2 separate regions of the Mus musculus genome follow, and region 2 is linked to region 1. Evidence: chromatin contacts called from public promoter capture Hi-C data. All regions are on one chromosome and are shown on one strand. Each heading gives the region's core, a stretch centred on a gene start, on an enhancer-like site or on the middle of the called end of the contact. The rest is flanking DNA. Distances are from core to core; before and after follow the strand shown.

What was found. Promoter capture Hi-C pulls out the DNA fragments that hold promoters and counts their contacts.
Region 2: a promoter capture Hi-C map of liver shows a contact between it and region 1, with 2.2 times the contacts expected there. The contact joins the promoter of Fbxl21 here to the promoter of Sfxn1 in region 1.

Annotation. Positions count from the first base shown.
Region 1 is chr13:54,068,969-54,073,261 of GRCm38.p6, reverse strand. Sfxn1 (sideroflexin 1) reads right to left here and starts at 1,417. Exons shown (of 11, transcript NM_027324.5): 1 at 1,330-1,417.
Region 2 is chr13:56,521,014-56,525,854 of GRCm38.p6, reverse strand. It overlaps Fbxl21 (F-box and leucine-rich repeat protein 21), which reads right to left and starts at 3,383. Exons shown (of 7, transcript NM_178674.5): 1 at 3,233-3,383; 2 at 2,252-2,345; 3 at 83-213.

The sequences.
Region 1 (4,293 bases), core at 168-2,667:
TGAGTACACAGATGGAGCAATTCCTTATCAGAGCTGGGTGGGAATTAACAAACTCTTCCCAAACACTGTTATTGCTGTGAATGTGACAACCTCAGTCCTGGGAGGGGGGTGGGGTGGGGGGTGGGGAGGGGTGGCCTGAGGTTCTGGGACTTCCTGCTGAACTTCCATTTGTCCTCTAAACAGCTCTCCTTCACACAGCAAGCCTGAGTCCAGCATTCTAAGACCCACAAAGTCCTCTTCTTTACCTCAGTGCTCGCCTCTCTACTCCTGCCTCTGCCTGGAACAAGGACGGAGAGAAAAATCTAGGCAGTGGTTTTCAACCTTCCTAATGCTGTAGCCTTTAATACATGGTTTAGTGATTCCTCCAACTATGAAATTATTTCGTTGCCATTCCATAAACATAATTTTGCTACTGTTATGAATCGTCATGTAAACTTCTGATATGCAACCACAGTTGAGAGCTGCTGACTAGAGGCACCCAAAGTAGGTGCAGCAGATGAGGGATCAGGAGTGTGAGAAAACTATAAAGGGAGAGTCCCGGGTAAAGGCCCAAATTCTGAAATCCAGCAGAACTACGCTTTTCCACGAGGTCTCTCAATCGTCACATCGTCACTGAGGGACAAAGTGGAAACAATATATATACTCGGATTGCCTGGCTCTTCTCCCTGGCCAGCTGTGACACTTTAGGCAAGTTATTCAAGTTTTAATGCCTCAGTTTTCAAATCTGGATTATGGATTTGGCAGCATTGGATGAATACAAAAGTCAGAGATCTAACTCCGGAGGCACAGACCTTAGTGTGGTCATTGTCATTCTGGAGGCGGTTGAACCTGAGATGATCAGCAGGAACACGATGTGGGAGCTGAGGGTGAGGGTCCCACGGTTCTACCTGGGACACTTCGGTCCCTTGAAGAGATTAAGAGCTGGAGGTCGGCCACCAAGTGATCTCCACGCGGACCTCCGGGTCCCAGCTACTAAGAGCCACCTGGTCACCTGGCAATTGCGCGCGCCCATCCTCGTGGAGACAGTCCCCTGGCAGCCATCTTGGCCGCCTGCACCCAGCATGTTTCGTCACGCGGTGGCTAGGGACGCGTGGCACGGTGCGTGATGCTCCCCTTTCACATCTGTTCCACAAGATCAGTTCCACGCTGAGGCCTCCCTAGCCCCAGTCTAGAGCTGCGGACTCACGAGGTCCCGGGCGTACGTAACCCGCCTCAGGCATACCCCAGCGCGCACAGTGGACCCTACTGGGTCCCCTGCAGCCCCCGAGATTGCGCCATCCCGCGCGCCTCCGGCTCCCCGCGCGCGCTCCGCAGCCCCCCGCCACTCACCGCCTACCCGGCCGCCACCCGCGCCGCTCGGTCCCGTTCGGCGCCGCCTCCAGCTGCCGGAAGCGCCGCGGCCCCGCGCGCCGCCCCCAGGAGCGCGGCCACGACGCGCGCTCACGACGCGCGGCCCCGCCCAGAGGTTCCTGCCTCTGCCTCGGTGTCATTCATGGCTTTGGCTGCTGAGCTCCGCAGTCTGCGCACGCCCCATGTGCCCGCGCTTCTGCTTCTGGCCACACTGAGAACTCCTAAGTTCATCTTAGCCGCAGCCCGGGTCAATGCCACTGTTTTTCAATTTGGTTTTTTTTAGAAGACCACCCATCATCATTGTTCCTCCATTCATTTGGGCTAATGCTTCTTTTTTTTTTTTTTTTTTTTTTTCCATTTTTTATTAGGTATTTTTTTTTTTTTTTTTTTTTAAAGATTTATTTATTTACTATATGTAAGTACACTGTAGCTGTCCTCAGATACTCCAGAAGAAGGCATCAGATTTCGTTACAGATGGTTGTGAGCCACCATGTGGTTGCTGGGATTTGAACTCGGGACCTTCGAAAGAGCAGTCGGCGCTCTTAACCACTGAGCCATCTCGCCAGCCCCTAATGCTTCTTAAAATGGGGGAGCTTGGCACAGCCAGCCCTCTAAGAAAAACTAGACAATACAAGTGCCACCTTCAAAAGAGTCACTGGCTGCTGGACAGAGATGGGACCATAGGGGAGGTGCAGACCAGAGGTCATGAGCTTAGTCAGGTTGGACCTGGTTAGACCAGGTTGGACGATGAGGAGAGAAGCATAGAATCTCGGACGCATTCTGAAGGCCAGCACAATACAACAAATAACGAATTGCATTCTCTGCACAGGTAGATAAATCCCCTCCCCCTTTTTTTAAAGACAGAAATTCTACCCCAAATAACCTCTACAAGCAATGAGATTCCGAACTGAATTTGGATTCTGTGTGTGTGCGCTCACACACACGCGCGCCCATTGAGTGTGTCTGTCTGTATCCCAATAAGGTGACTGTAAAACGTATATGAGAAAACAAAGAGCCCAAAACAGCTAAAACACTTTGAAGGAGTAGATTGTCCTACAGTTACAAACACAGAAGAATGGTAAAAAAGAAAGGATGTGTTTGTACCAGAATCAATGAGGAGCTCCATCCAGCCAATCAGACATCCAGGACAGGCTGAAAAAAAAGGTCACCAGAGGGGAACATGGGGGGTGGGAGTGGGGATCAGGCTTCTACCTTTAGGGGCTTCTACTGTGGGAGACTGGCCCAGAAGGCCCTACTAACATTGTAAAGAAAAGCAGTGCTCCTTCTGAGTGTGGATGATGTGACCAAGGCCACACTGATCAAATTAAATACCCATAGGTCTAAAAGAGCTGTTGCCTTGGAGCCTTCTGATCCACTGCTTCAAGCTCCAGCTGCCTTGACTTCCACTGGGTGATGGACTGTGCTTTCCAACTGTGACCTAAGATAAACTCCTCCTTCCCTTGGGTGGCTTTTGTTGGGATGTTTTATCACAGCAACAGAAAAAGAAACCAAGACAGTCCCCACATTAAAAACTGGTCTAAGCCAAGAAGATAGTTTGTCTGTTACTGCTTTGTCCCATTGCACCGTGCTCGTTAAACATGTCCCTTTATACCTAGTACTGTCTTGCGTGAATTCTTTTACTGCCCAACCTCCCCACCATACCTGTGGCTCCTGAATATACTGCATCACAAGGCAGTAGGATACACTGCCTTAGACAACAGAAAACTAACTCAATTGCAAGTGAATTCATAAAACAAACATGGAGAGCAGAGCTTGGAGCAATATTTCTCAGACATTTTCAATGGTATTCATTATACTCAGAACTTCCATATGTCCTTAGTCTGATTCTAAAGCAGACTGAAAAAGGACTGAGAGAGAAAGCAAAGACCCAATGTCCTGACTGGTTTTCTAATCAACTTGACACATGTTAGAGTCATCAGAGAGGAGGAGTCTTAGTTGAGAAAATACCTCTATAAGATCAGGCTGTAAGCAAGCTGGTGGCACGAATTAATTTTTTAATTCGTCATTGATGGGGGAGGGAGGACCCGCCCATTGTGAGTCATGCCACTCATGGGAGTCTGGCCCTAGGTTCTATGAGAAAGCAGGCCGAACAAGACATGAGGATCAACCCAGTAAGCAGCACCCCTGCATGGCTTCTGTCTGCATCAGCTCCTGCCTCCAGGTTCCTGCCCTGTTTGAGTTCCTGTCCTGACTTTCTTAGGTGATGAACAGTGAATGATGAGGAAGTGTAAGCCAAATAAACCTGTTTCTCCCCGACTTGCTTTGGTCATGGTTTCATCACAGCACTAGTAACCCTAACTAAGACAACCAACAAAACACAAAAGGACTCTACAAAGAGCTAGTGTGTGTGTGTGTGTGTGTGTGTGTGTGTGTGTGTGTGTGTGTGTGAGAGAGAGAGAGAGAGAGAGAGAGAGAGAACCCATACATTGTAAACAAGTATTTAAGATAAATATATCAATCCACTGTGAACTTTGCAACAGTAGACTATCTAAGTTAACATCTTTGCAACAGTATTTGTAACTGAGGGCTATGCAAGCCACCAGGTTGGCAACAGAGCAGAAGGCATAGTAGAGACAACTTATCTGTTTTCTGTTGCTACAGTAACCATATATACTAACTTTAAAACCCTAGGTGGTACAACTGTAACAGTGTGTTCTGTCTCCGAGTCAGTGTGCTGGCTGGGTGTTTCTACCTCTTTGGTTGCTCTCTGCTTATCCTTCATCCCTACATGACTGATGGCTGTACTCATCTCTGCATTTGAGGGAGGCCTTAGGTACAACAGTGGGCTGACTTCACTCTGCTCTGGTTTCTTTTTGCCCATGGGCTGTACTGGGCATGTTTGCCTAGCAGGGAAACAGACGGGAAGGAAGATAGCAGAAGCCAAGACTTAGAACAGACATATTCCCATTTCTGCTGCAGTCT
Region 2 (4,841 bases), core at 2,134-4,633, 2.5 Mb before region 1:
AACCCTGATTCACAACTTAACCCTCCCTTTGCCCATCAATCAAGGAACATAAATACAAATGCAGTGTCAGAACTGAACATACCTTCAAAGCTACTGAAATATTTATCTACAACATAAGTACATCTGTCTTGTGGTTCAGTCTGAGTGACGTGAAACATTTCTTAACCACAACATAAAGTTGGGTCCCAGAAGCAGGACTGACCTATAAAATCACTGAAAAAATATCAAAAGTCACTTTGAGTGCTTGGAAAGTTCAGTGGAAAACACAACCCTTGCCAACCAGCATCTCAAGCATCAAAGGAAGAGTCACTGCGAGCATCCCTGTGTCACTGAACAGTAACGGGTAACTTAGAGCCTGTCATGCAATGCAAGGCAACAATTCAGAGCACAGCCTACAGATGTACTCTTTACTGCTATGCACATGTGTATGTGTGTGTACATCTGTGTGTTTGTGTGTGTGTGTTCTATGTGTGTATATGTGTGCATATGTATGACTGTGTATATCTATGTGTATGTGTTCATATATGTATATGTGTATATATGTATGTGTGTATATATGTGTGTGTATATGTGTGCATGTATATGTGTGTATGTGTGTATATGTATCTGTGTATATATGTATGCATGTGAGTATATGTAGTGTATACATATGTATATGTATGTATTGTATGTGTGTACATGTGTGCATATGTATGACTGTGTATATCTATGTGTATATGTATCTGTATACATGTGTGTATATGTATCTGTGTATATATGTGTATGTATGTGCATATGTGTGTATATGTATGTGTGTTTATGTATCTGTGTATATATGTGTATATGTGAGTATATGTATGTGTGTACATATGTGTATGTATGTATGTGTTGTATGTGTGTACATGTGTGCATATGTATGACTGTGTATATCTATGTGTATATGTATCTGTGTGTATGTGTGTATATGTATCTGTGTATATATGTGTATGTATGTGCATATGTGTGTATATGTATGTGTATGTATATGTATATGTATGTATGTGTGTTTATGTATCTGTGTATATGTGTACATATGTGTATGTATGCATGTGTTGTATGTGTGTACATGTGTGCATATGTATGACTGTGTATGTCTATGTGTATATGTATCTGTGTATATGTTCATATATGTATATGTGTGTATGTGTGCATATGTATCTGTGTATATATGTGTACGTATGTGCATGTGTGTGTATATATGTATGTGTATGTATATGTATAGTAAAGGAGCAGAGGCTGGATTCTAAACTCAGAGACAGAAGACATCCATACAGTATGTTTATAACTGTTTCACTTAGTAGACTACAAATAGTTTAAATTTTACTAAATCTAGAGAAGCTATCCCTGGTATAAAAGCTTGCTAGAAAAGCAGTAAAGACAACTAAAGACTTTGTCCAAATGCCAGGTTTTGTGTAACTATCTTATAGGTCTCTACACAGGGACTGTGTTATGTATTAAATTGGTTGTCTATAACAAGAATTGCTCAATGTACTCAACTCATTACATTGCCAGTTTAGCTAACCATCCGTGTTATTAGGAGCTGAAAGATGGTTCAGTGGTTAGGAGCACTTGCTGCTCTTACAGAGGACCCAGGTTTCATTCCCAGCACCCACACATGCACCAGGCACACACGTTGTACACAGACAAAGATGCAGGCAAAGTACCAATACAAGCACGTAAATCTCTTAAAGATGTTATATTGATACCAATAATTTAGTCCAAATGCATGTTAATTTTCTCCTTACATAAATTATTAAAGCATTAACTACCCTCTCAATTACAAACTTCATATAGCACACTGAAGTAGTAGTTTTAGAATGTAAGATAAATTGATTTTATTCTTTAGAAGTACTTTTTGACCATGTGTTCATTATTTACATAATATGAATCACATTAAATTATTTATGAATATGGACCACCACTTGGTCATATTGCATTCCCATTTAATTTTTTTTAGATCTGTTTATATAAAAATTCTATCTTAAATATATGGGGGCATTTATTTAAAAAGCCTGATTTCTTTTCATGTTAAGGAAATGGATCGCTTCTTGTTTGTTTGTTTTTGGTTCTTTGAGACAGGGTTTCTCTGTGTAGCCCTGGCTGGCCTGGAACTCACTCTGTAGACCAGGTTGGCCTCTAACTCAGAAATCTGCCTGCCTCTGCCTCCCGAGTGCTGGGATTAAAGGCATGCACCACCACTGCCCTGCAATGGACCACTTCAAGGCTTTCTTACCTGAAGGTGGCTTCCAAGTTACAGTTACTGCTGAGCCAATGAAATGACACTGCCATGGGGTAATCACCGACACCCATCTGACTTCACTTCCAGTCTTGGAAAAAACCCACAAAACCATCATTTGGGCATATAATCATTTTATGCTTAGGTTATCTGTAAGTCGTTATATACATTAAGTGATTTTATTAGTAGGTTATTAATAATAGAACAGTTTTTTTGCCCATATGAAAACTAGTTTGTAGAAATATCACAACACTCTCTAGAAGTTACACTGGAAGCTATACTAAGGCTACATATCAGGCAGAAAAGCACTCTAAAAATTCACATTTTACTTAATATCTATGAAGAGATATCATGAAATTTGAAGTAGTTCATAATTACGTGTACTGGTTTATTAGCTGTATAAGTTGGCATAGCTCAAGCTTCTCTGTGGTATTAAGATATATTTACTTACAAAGTAAACTTCAATTTTTTGAATAGATAGATCTCATTTTTAAGTGCATCATCTGAAGACTCGTTTGTAAAATGCACTTGGATTGAAAACACCATTTGAGAGGCGAGGATGGCAGAGAGGCGAACAGAACTCAACCTAGACCATCCCTAGATGAGCACCGAGCAGCCTGCCCCATATCCAGGCAACCAGACTGGACCAGAAAGAGGACGCCAACCCGGGGCAGAGTTTAAAGTGTAAAAATGAATACAGATGGCATTGAAAATGTACCGCCCTAAAACTGCTCGGTGCAATTTATCTTACATCCTAACTGTCCTGAGAAACAGGGCTTGGGGTCGACCGGACCCTAGCTGAAAGCGGTGAGAGAGCTGAAAAGCCCCCGGGGACTGGGGGGATGGCTGGGCTCCGCACGCTCGGTTCCGAGCAGACTAGGTCTCGCTCCTGCCTCCACGGCCAGGCAGCTCTGGGGGTTCCTGCGGTTCGGCTCGCCCCGCCCCGCCAGCTCCCTAGTGCTGCGCCACAAATGTTACCTCCGAACGCGCTCCTGAGGGCAGCCAGCCCCAGGCAGGCCCGCCGGTCAAGCGCAGAACTCTGCGTGACGAACGCCAGCAGCTACCTTCTCAGGTGGGCGGGCTCCAGCGCCGCATAAAGCCGCGGACAGTGAGAGACTAAATGGGCATCACAGGCCAGGCCCCGCCTGCGCCACGCCCGCGCCACACCCCTCCAGGAAGCCTTGCCCCAGTGTGCTAGTGTTCAGCCTCTCGAATCCCCGCCCCCGGGAGTCTCGCTCCGCCCCCAGCCTCGCCCCCGGAAGTGGCTGCCTCTTAAAGATGCCCCGCCCCCGTCAATTCTGCCCCGCCCCCAAACGCTAAGTTTAAGTTCGGGGTTCACCGAGAGGTAGACCCTGACGCACGCCCGCGCCCCGCCCACTGATAAAAGCTCCACCTCTAGAGCCTCTGACTCTAGGTAGCCTCGCCCCGCCCCCAGCCGCTCTGTTGGAGCTGGAGGTCTCACCTAGCACATGCAGGTTCCTAGGCCTCTAGAAGTCCTTTGGTGGTCCCAGGGCCAGTGTGTGAGTGCTCCTCAAGGGATAAGCAGTATGCTTAGTGAATATTCAGTTAAATAACTGACCACTTGACCCAAACTAACAGTTCGAGTTTCCAGGTTTTAACTTGAGAAGGACACCCCACTACCATCATGCAGATGCTTGAGGGACCGTGATTGGAAGCTGCAATGATCGCCTCTCAGGTCCTGAGCTGCAGGCCAGGACTGCAGAAGGTCACCTGTGAGCTGCCAGCCTGCCAGCTCAAAAAGAATGCACAATGAGCTATGGATTTTTTTTTTTTTAAGTTTCAAAATATCAAGCCACACACAGCATTCTACGTTAACATCTAGCGTCACTCATACTCTATTTGTAATGACCAGCTTTATCACGGTACAACTGACAAATACTGGACACACCCTAGGTTTTGTTGCCTTTGAAACCATCATAGAGACAGGATAATGAACATACCATAGATGTATGTCTCCCCCAGATTCCTCTTGGTTCCTCTAATTCCCCCATCATGGTCCTCCCTCACCTGACATTTTAGATTAATTTGAAGTTCTTATTACAAATTGATTTCTGTGGTGTCTTGCTGTCAGCTCTTTTCCCTCAAGAGTTCAATTGACACAGATCTTGCCACATTTGCCTTCAAGTGATGTGGACAGACTTTTATCCCCCCCCCCGTTTTGTCCTAATTTGATCTCTTGTAGATTGTTTATGAATTCAGATGCATATGCCAGTCTAGACCTTTGGGTTTGCCAAAGCCTCTACTTTGTGAAATTCCTTTTGATCCATAGACTCAATGAGCCCCCTCTGCACTCTTGTTCCTCAGGGAAGGCTTTTCAGCTTAGATCCACCTTGAACCAGCATAGACTTGGGACTTCCACTCTGACCCACTATCGCTGAGTCCTAGTTACACATCTCACTACCCAAAGCAAGAAACTTGCAACTCCTGCCCCACCCCACCCCCCAGAAAGCAGCTGTATCACTGAAAAACCCACCCCAACTTGGGTTGACAACTCACTGGAAAGTTGCAAGCCTAGAGTCCTCTGCTCAGCTCCTAGGTAGTTCAACAATCAGAGAGACTTGTCTGC